Regions from separate parts of the Mus musculus genome. Here region 2 is linked to region 1. Evidence: chromatin contacts called from public Hi-C data. All regions are on one chromosome and are shown on one strand. Each heading gives the region's core, a stretch centred on a gene start, on an enhancer-like site or on the middle of the called end of the contact. The rest is flanking DNA. Distances are from core to core; before and after follow the strand shown. Region 1 holds the start of Gmfg-ps (glia maturation factor gamma-like). Region 2 overlaps Ppp1r9a (protein phosphatase 1, regulatory subunit 9A).

The links. A called contact is a pair of places that touch in the nucleus more often than the background predicts.
Region 2: a contact with region 1 is called in a Hi-C map of Sertoli cells, with 2.8 times the contacts expected there. The contact joins the enhancer-like site here to the promoter of Gmfg-ps in region 1. A contact is called at or near these places in 2 of 484 Hi-C or Micro-C datasets (Sertoli cells and granulosa cells), 6 of 115 datasets of contacts at active chromatin or transcription factors (cardiomyocytes, embryonic stem cells, microglia and 1 more) and 3 of 9 other capture datasets (adipose tissue, liver and pancreatic islet).

What each region holds. Positions count from the first base shown.
Region 1 is chr6:4,900,583-4,905,187 of GRCm38.p6, forward strand. Gmfg-ps (glia maturation factor gamma-like) reads right to left here and starts at 2,632. Exons shown (of 5, transcript XM_030255708.1): 1 at 2,466-2,632. The coding sequence starts at 2,632. It overlaps Ppp1r9a (protein phosphatase 1, regulatory subunit 9A), which reads left to right and starts at 2,393. Exons shown (of 16, transcript NM_001363809.1): 1 at 2,393-2,449.
Region 2 is chr6:5,059,242-5,063,846 of GRCm38.p6, forward strand. All of the region lies in intron 4 of Ppp1r9a (protein phosphatase 1, regulatory subunit 9A), which reads left to right. Among named protein-coding and RNA genes, the nearest start is that of Gm52886, 6.9 kb to the left of the region's middle. Within about 2 kb of position 2,155, at least 3 of the 459 cell types and tissues checked have an H3K27ac peak or open chromatin away from gene starts, as enhancers often do. A contact at or near this core is called in Sertoli cells and granulosa cells, where this site is marked.

The DNA of each region.
Region 1 (4,605 bases), core at 1,382-3,881:
GTAGCTTCACACACTGTCTGTAACTCCAGTTCCAAGAGATCTGATACCCGTATGTATTCATGGAGACCAGAAACATGTACTATCTATCTCATTCATGTACTATCTCATGATACATAAATACATACTCAAAAATCAAGTGAATCTTTAAAAATATAATTTGTTAGGAAAACATTGTTTTAATTAATTACTGCAGTGTATTGTATCATTTCCCTTTTGGGGGGGAGGGGGTTTGAGACAGGGTTTCTCTGTATAGCCCTGGCTGTCCTGGAACTCACTTTGTAGACCAGGCTGGCCTTGAACTCAGAAATCCGCCTGCCTCTGCCTCCCGAGTGCTGGGATTAAAGGCGTGCGCCACCACGCCTGGCTCATTTCCCTTTTTTTATTGCTAACTTTTTGTGGCTTAGTTGAATTAAGCTTGGTGGTTAGGTATGTGCAGAATAAGTACACACACATATGGTTCGGTACCATTTTTATTTTGGTTATAAATTGGGGTTGGGGAGGGCTTGGAATGTATCTGCAAAGATAATTCTAGGGCAGAATATAAAGATGGGGGAAATTACTGGAACATGGAAGGAAAAGAAGATATTCATCCCAGAGCTGAGTCCACTTCTACCAATGAGAGGCAAGACTTCCAGCACAATTAGTGACATTTGCTGTAAAAGTTGAACACACACACACACACACACACACACACACACACACACACACACGTTAAAATAGCTATGAGCCAAGCTTAAGGACAGGCCACAAATGACCTTGGAAGTACCTCATTTCTTTTTCTAGACATTTTCTAGAAATCTCAAACAAGAACTTTTTTTTAAAAGAAGATTTACTTATTATTATAGATAAGTACACTGTTGCTGTCTTCAGACACACCAAAAGAGGGCATCAGATTTTATTACGGGTGATTGTGAGCCACCATACGGTTGCTGGGATTTGAACTCAGGACCTTCGGAAGAAGAGTAGTCAGTGCTCTTATCTGCTGAGCTATTTTGACAGGCCAAGAAATTTGTTTACAGTAAAGATAGCCTATCTTTCAAAATTAGGGTGATCTAGAATTTTACAGTATCAATTGAAACCTGGAGGGCACGCCTGTGGGATTACCCCAGTATCTCATTTAAGTTCTTTGCTCATCCTTTGAAGACAATAGTTTCAAAACTGGCCTGAATGATATATATCGGAAATGGTATATACTGGAAGGAAAACAAAGAGAAAGCCTCAGAGAATGCCCAGCTGTGTTCTGGAGTGTGCCTTCATCGTACCCTAAGTGTCTCTATCTACTCTAAAATACCCTTTAACAGGCCTCAATCCTGCAGCCTACGAGCTAATTCTAAAAATTCTGCATTAAAGCAAAGGTTGAGAATTTTAAAATCTAAATGACTAGGGAACAGACAGGCTGAAGAGCGGCAGCACTGAACAGACAGGCTGAAGGGCGGTAGCCTGACCCCTGCCATGGCTACTGAAATTCTAAATCTAACATTCAGTGCTATATGGAATATTAAGTACTTTCGCCTCTTTCTAGATTGCCTGTATTGAGAGGGTTACACGATCTTGCAGCTTTTTCTATGCACACACACAATTTCAGGCTATTGTTGCTACTATATATTTATTTTTATTTTCCTGATTCGGTTACTCTGAATAGCCTTGGCTGTCCTGGAACTCACTCTGTTGTCCAGGGTGGTCTCAAACTCTAAGATTCATCTGCCTCTGCCTCTCTGCTGGGATTAAAGGCGTGCGCCACCATTGGTCAGCTGTTGTTTCTGTATCTCCAGACAATGGCTGGATTATAGGGTGTCCACAAACTCAATTCTCCTGTCTTGGCTGTGTTGGGATTATGTGTGCACCTCACATACGTGTGGCAAAAACACAATTTTGACTCTTCAAAAATGGTACCTGTGCCCTACAAGGCTTTTGGATACATCAATGGTCTATATTGACCATCAAAGTCCATTTTGTATGAAGGAGAAGAGTATGGAACCTGTCACATTATTTGGGAGGAGAGGGTGTAGTGAGAGTTTTTAACAGGGCAAAACCAGTGAGTGTGAACAGAAAAGATATACAAGAAGAAAAGTCCAAAGTCCTCTTCATCCCTTTCCTTCTAGTAGTGTGGCCTTGAGGGTCAGCTGGATCATCCCAGTGGACACCACAGTAGAGTAGACTAGGGCCTAGGTCTTGGCCTTCTAGGCCAGCCCAGGCCATGGCCAGGCCTTGGATGCCTGGGGTCACAGACTTAACCACAGACTGTGGGGTCCTCAGCATCTGGAAGGCACAGGCCTTGCCCTAAGTGCCAGAGCCCCCTCGCCCACGGTCTTGGGGGTGGGGCGGCCTTGCCTCGGGCCGGTGCCTTTCGCCCTTCGTTGGCCGCCAGAGGCTCCCTCTCTCCCTCTCCTGGGATTTCGCTGCTGGGCTCCCTCTCTTTGCGGCCCTAGAGTTAATCCCATCAGCCGAGGTGAGGCACCTGTTACCCCGGGGCCCTCCTCATCCCCGCGGCCTGATCCCTAAGTCCATCGGGCCTCGCGGGCCTCAGGGCCCGGCGTGGGGGGCCCCGCACGTGGGCCGAGCGGCGTCCCCGATCCCAGGCCGCAGGCGAGGGTGCCCGCTTGCGCGTCGGGTCCCCAGGCCGGGCCGCCATGGCTGGGGTGGAGGTGGGGGGTGGGGGTGGGGGGAGCGCAGCGCGCGTCCCGGGGCCGCCCCGCGCGGGCAAGACGCGCGTGGGGGGCCGAGGCGCGAGTGCAGGCGGCCGCCGCGCGCGCCGCGCCGTGACGAGCGGGCGGAGGGCACACGGTCGGCGCCGAGCCCCGCACGGTCACGGGGGGGCGGGGGGGAAGAGCGCCGAAGGAGTCCGACCTCCCGCCCGGGCCGCTCGGTAAGGGGGCGGCGTGCGGGTGGCGGGGCGGCGGGAGCGCGGGGACGCGGCGGCGTGCACAAAGGCGGACCCGCGGGCGGGTGGGGGTGGACTGCGGTCCGGGAGCGCCAGGGTGAGGAGGGAGGCTTGATCCTCTGCGGGATCTATTGTTTCCCCGGCACACTGGGAGGAAAAGCAGAGGCATTCGTGTGATTGTCACCCTAGCCTTTGCTCTCCCTCCGCTCCAGTGTGGCCGGCGAGCTCGTCTCTCCCCCGGTGCCACAGACCGGGATCCGCCTGGCAGCGGCCCGGAGCCGCCGCCAATGTGTTAGGACTTCAGGTGCTTCTTGGCACCAGGCTAGACTGCGACCTCCTCCTGCCTTAGCGCCTGGCGTCACCTGCTCTCCCGGCCCTGCCCCGGGGGCCGAGGGATGGCGTCCCGAACCGGGCTGGGGAAAATCAATCGGCTGCCTCTCAAGTTGGTGTTATTTATGTTTGTCTTTTGTGAGGGCAGGTTTTTGAATCCCCGGCGGCCCCCTTCGCCCCCGCCGCCCCCGCCCCCTCGTGCTTGAATTGGCGGTGGGAGGGAGCGGGGTGTGCAGCTAGGGGAGAGGGGAGGGTGTTTATGGGTAAAAAGGACATTGTCAACGCTTTCCAAAAAGGAAAGAAAGAAATAAAGGAAAAAACAAAAACAAAAAACAAAAAACAAAAACAAAAACCAACCCAAACCACAGGCACCACACTCCTCTCTTGTTTGCCTGCATGGGCCATGCATGCATGCATGCGTGCCTGCTGGGCCAGGAAGCGAGTTTTGGAGCTGATTTAAGTGAAAGTGTAAGCTCTCTCAGCTGATGGTGCGTGAGCGTGATGTGGTTCCGTGTAACATTAAAACAAAACAAAACAAACCAGAATAATAAGAAAAAAAATGTTTAGAACTGCGTTGAGTGCCTGAAGTGTTGGGCTGCTGGCGTCCTGGTAGAAAACCCAGCTGTGGGCTGGAGGACAGCAAACATGCATGGCGTTCACTTTTTTTTTTTTCTTCCTATCTTGAAGTAAGTTAGGGGCCAGAAGGAGTAGACAAATCAGGACTGTGGAAGGAAGTGTCATGGCATACCTGATTTCTGATTGTCACATTCTCAGGCATCTATTCCCAGGAGACTCCACTCCTTAGTTAATAATAGCCTCTTGGCTAGGAAACTTCCAAACAATGCATAGAAAAACTTACAGTAAAACTTAATTGACCTTCCAGAACTTACTTCTGTCTGTTTTGTCCTGAAACTGATACTTGAGCATGGTGTACATGAGGCTATTAACTCAGAACCATCGAAGAAGCCTCTGTAGCCATATTTTTAGAGTTTGGGAACGTTAGACTCCAAACTTTTCCCTGTTCTGCACGGTTATGGAAAATTCCCAAATCAAGTGGCCATTTTGATTTTTTTTTTTTAAAGAAGTAAATGAGTTGTCGAGTTCTTTCATAATTCATTCACAGAAATACCTCAAACTTGGTCTAAAGCATTATTGTCAAGTGGTGTCAAGTGGTGTGTGCATGTGCGTGTGTGTGTGTGTGCGTGTGTGTGTGTGTGTGTGTGTGTTTTGCAAGCATCTCCAAGTTATGTTTGTTACCAAGGACAAACTAGAATAACTCCGTAGCTTCTTAACTTTAAAGTCCCATTTCGAGGTAATTGACTTGATGTGTGGCGAAAACACTTAGAAAACAAGGTGTTAAGTGTTGACTAGTTCACTGAAGAGAAATTCACATA
Region 2 (4,605 bases), core at 905-3,404, 160 kb after region 1:
CCCAGCCCCCTTCCCAGAAGTATTATGCCCACAGATAACTTTCTGAACACCTTAGCCGACCTCAGAGTAGCCCTGGTTCTGAGTCAGTGCTGAGGCCTCAGCCGCTGGAAAGGAAGCCGGGAGCGCACGTGCTGCTGCCCTGCTGGGTGGTGTGCATGGCAGCCTGGACTCTGCTTAGCCTCCCCAGATCTTTTCTAGGGCAGGATGCATACTTCTTTCTAATGTCCTGGCTGCTCCTTGTCAGACTTCCTTTAGCTGTTTATCACCTGGACTCCTGCTGATAAAGTCTCTCTAGATGACGATTTTTCTTTTCCCCTCTAAAGTATTTTCTACAACCTTTTTTCTTCTTTCCTCTGTGTGTGTGTGTGTATGTGTGTGTGTGTGTGTACACGCATGCACGCGAACACACATGGGCATGCATCATGTTTACATAGGCACATGAAAGGAATTAGGGCATACCATAAATCCTGGTTTTCTAACCATAAGTTAATTATATTGTTAGACATGATGGGTTTTCTGTGAAAGTATGGCTGTGTGTATTACTTCTCTTGTGTCCCTTGCATTTGAGAGAATTTCCTTTTGGCCTTGGATTTTAGCAGCTCCAGGCTAGATGCTTCAGCTTCTCCTAACTTTGCTTAATAAGAAGTCACTCTTGTAATGCTTCATCTAAGGAGGGCATTTTAGGTTGTTTCCATATTCACTAGAAAAATGTTAGCATCAGTCTTCTAGTGTCAGTTATATTCAGTGCTGGTTTAGGGAATAAAGAACATGTCTGGGGTGAATGGTAAAGAACTAGAAGACTTTGCAGCATCCCCCCCCCCTTCCTCCCTGTGTTGCTGAGCCTGTGTACTGCATATGTGCATGTACTCACAGAAGCCAGAAAGCATTGTGTTTCCTGGAAAGGGATGTGGGTGCTGGGAACTGAGCTGAGCTTGTCTCCGAAAGTGAGTGCTCTCAGCTGCTGAAGCTTGTCTTCAGCTCTTTTCTTCAGGCCTTTTGTTTTTGTTTTTGTTTTTTGGGTTGATTTGTTTTGTTTTGTTTTGTTTTGTTGAGTCAGGGTTTCTCTGTATAGCCCTGGCTGTCCTGGAACTCTGTAGACCAGGCTGGCCTTGAACTCAGAAATCTGCCTGCCTCTGCCTCCCAAGTGCTGGGATTAAAGGCGTGCGCCAACACTGCCAGGCTCTTTAGGCCTTTTAAAAAGGTTCCTTGATCACCTGTATTTCTATTTTTTTTTTTTTAGTAAAGTATTTGCTGTGCTTTTTGTTGTTGATTTCTTTCATTTGAAGTGTGTTATTCACTAGTATTTTAGTGAGATTCTGCAGAAATAAGTGGCCCATAGCAACCGTGTCCACTATTTAACTAACAGAAACCTCTTCCTTGGTTCTCCACTTTGGCAACAAAATCCTTAAACACAACTAACAAAATTAATGTGGGACTCTAACCTGAAAGCGTGTTAAAGTCTGTGTTTACTCCCTACTGGTAACATTGTATCAAAATTGTTGTTCAAAAATTCCGGCCCCCTGTATTGCTTTCTTCTTAGTCTTTTGGTTTATTTTACTGACTGTCTAGGAAAGACTCTCAAATTCATGTTTCAAACATGGAATATATAGAACTTATTTGGCAATCTGATTTCTATCTCAAGTTCAGCATAAAAGATACGGAATTTTGTTTCCCCCTTCCTCTGTTTCCTTTAATTAGACAAGAAACCATTGTTTTATGTACTGACACGATTCTACATTATTTTCATGCAAAACTCACCATTCCTCTTTTGTCTTCATTTACTTCACCCATACATTCTCATTATATTGTATATTTCTTTCTCTGATGTGCCACAAGGCTTGGTAGTTTGAGTTCATGGTCTAGGTCCTATCTGTAGGCCCAGTTTTGGATGTATTCATTGGTAGCTGTTAAACTCCTTTAAGCAGATGGTCCCCAGTTTTTGTCCCAAGTGTCTTTTTTTCTTTCTTTTTTTAAGTATTGTATTGTGTGACCTTGGGAGCAGAAGTGCCTGTTTGTTTTCTCTTTTCAGTCAGGAAGGCTGTATTCCTATCTGTGGTAGTGCTCTTCCTTGACCTTCCTGCATATCTCATCCTGAATGATGACACAAACTACAGTGTCTTGACGTGTGCATTCTGTAAGATACAATGAGAAGGCTCTGACTTAATCTGTTTGTTTCCTAATCTTCGAAGGCAGTAAACACCATGGATCTAACTAAGGAGTAACTCTTACAGTAATCTGTGGTCTAAATATCAAGGTCTTCTACAAAATAAGAACTAGGAAAATTGAACTGAAGTCATTAGACAGAAGCATGTGGAGAAACATTTCAGAAATAGAACGGTATCAGTGCTCTACAGAGCTGGGGCCACCTGGGCACGTTTGACCCTTGGCCCAGCATTATTGATATGCAGTTCATGCGTGAAGAACATGTTTCTAGATTTTTTCATGTCGTGCTGAGTATAATCTGTTTAATTGTCATGTTCACACAGCATACTTTCCCAGTCAGTTATGCTCTTGGTAGTTTGTAGATTGGAGGATGTTTGTCACCAAAGCTTGCAGGTTTGAAGTTGAGCTCACCTATCTCTGTTTTATGTTTATTATTTATTTAAGATAGAGGTCTTGCCACATTGTCCTCAAAACCCTGTTCTCAAGTGAATTGTCCTGCTTCAGTCTTCAGAGTAGCCATTTTTGTCTGGATTGTGGCACCAGTCCCAAATTCAATATATCTTCACGGTTGCCATTCTGTCCTGTGTCAGTATGTCACAGAACATTAATTTGAGAATAGGGATGTCTCTTCTGAGACGTCTTGTGTGCACTGGAGCATCCCTGACCATTGCTAGATGCATTCTCTGAAGAATGTGGGTCTGGTCTCTTTTCAGAATCTGAAAGCAAATCTGGTCACGACTTTTAAGACTACATTGAAAACAAGCAGAAGTGGTTTGTCCTTGGAAATGGTATGTGTGGGAGTACTCTTTCAGCTGGACTTACCTTAGTAATAAAATAAATAAATAAATAAAACTTCTCAAACTAAAATAATTTTATCATTGATAGAATATGAGTTTATTATACAAAAGTTATTTACTGTTAGATATAGTATATAAGCAATAAATAAAACTTGAAATTAATAGAAATAATAGTAATATTGTCTTCCAAAATTAAGTCCATCTGATAAAATTTAGGCTCTGGGTAAAGCTTTAAAATTCTGATAAACATATCAAATAAAGGTAAATAAATGGAGTTATATGCCCATAGGTAGGAAAAGAGTAGTGTCAGGCTGTGAATTCTCCTTAGTTCTATCTGTGCATCCAATGTGGATAATCTAGTAAGTTATTTTCTGGCTGTGTTGGCTCCTCCCTGTTGTTGTGATAAAACACCAGGACAGAAGCAACTCAGGGAAGCAAAGGTTTATCTGATGCACAGATCCAGGGGAATAGAATCCATCCTAGAGGGAAGAAAGGAAGGCATGGTGAAAGCTGGATGCGGGGCCAACTTCCTCCAGTGGGGTTTCCAAGCAGTGCCGCCAGTTGAAGATTTACAGTCCAAGCACAAGAGCCTATGAGGGATATTTCATACCCGGAAATAACAGTGAATACTAAAGAATGGACTGGGATGTTTTATATGGAAAGAAACAAGATCCAAAATAGTGCGCTTAGTCATGGAGGATAAGAACAAAGTTGGAAGGGGATATGATCTGACTCTAGGATTTTCTTCTAAAGCTTCAGGGGTCAAGAAAATGTGGTATTGATGATAGATAGCTAGCTAGCTAGCTAGATAGATAGATAGATAGATAGATAGATAGATAGATAGATGAGTAGATAGATAATAGAGAAATGGATACATCAACAAGACAGAATAGAGGAGCCAGGACTAGACTCAAGGGACTAGGTGTTAGGCACAGAGGATATCTCAGCTGTATCTGCTACATTTAACTCGGTACAGAAATGCTAGAGATCTGCTGTGCATTACAATTACTCCTTCTTAAGAATATGTGTGGTTGCAGAGCGCTTCAGCTCCTTGGGCGCTATAGGTGGAACAGCAATATGAACTAACCAGTACCCCAGAGCTCGTGACTCTAGCTGCATATGTAGCAGAAGATGGCCTAGTCGGCCATCACTGGGAAGAGAGGCCCCTTGGTATTGCAAACTTTATATGCACCAGTACTGGGGAATGCCAGGGCCAAGAAGCCGGAGAGGATGGGCAGGGCGAGGGGAGGGTATAGGGAACTTTCAGGATAGCATTTGAAATATATATAAAGAAAATATCTAATAAAAATAAAAGAATATGTGTGGAAAACTGAATCTTTTCAGTATGCCTTTTCTAGCTTTCAATGGAGTTTTTTAATAATGTCTGCATGTGTGCATACATTTATATGTTCATGTTGGTATTGCACATGTATCTGTATATGCACGTAGATACTAAGAGATCCACTCAAGTTTTGTTCCTCGGGAGCTGTCTGTCTTTTCTTGAGATAGGGTATCTCTTTGGCCTTTAATGGTTTCTAGCTATTAAGTTCAGGTCCCTATACTTAGAAGGTAAGCCCTTTACTAACTGAGCTGTCTCTACAGTCTTCATAGTACTGTTTTGAAGATTAACATCTTGACTAATATT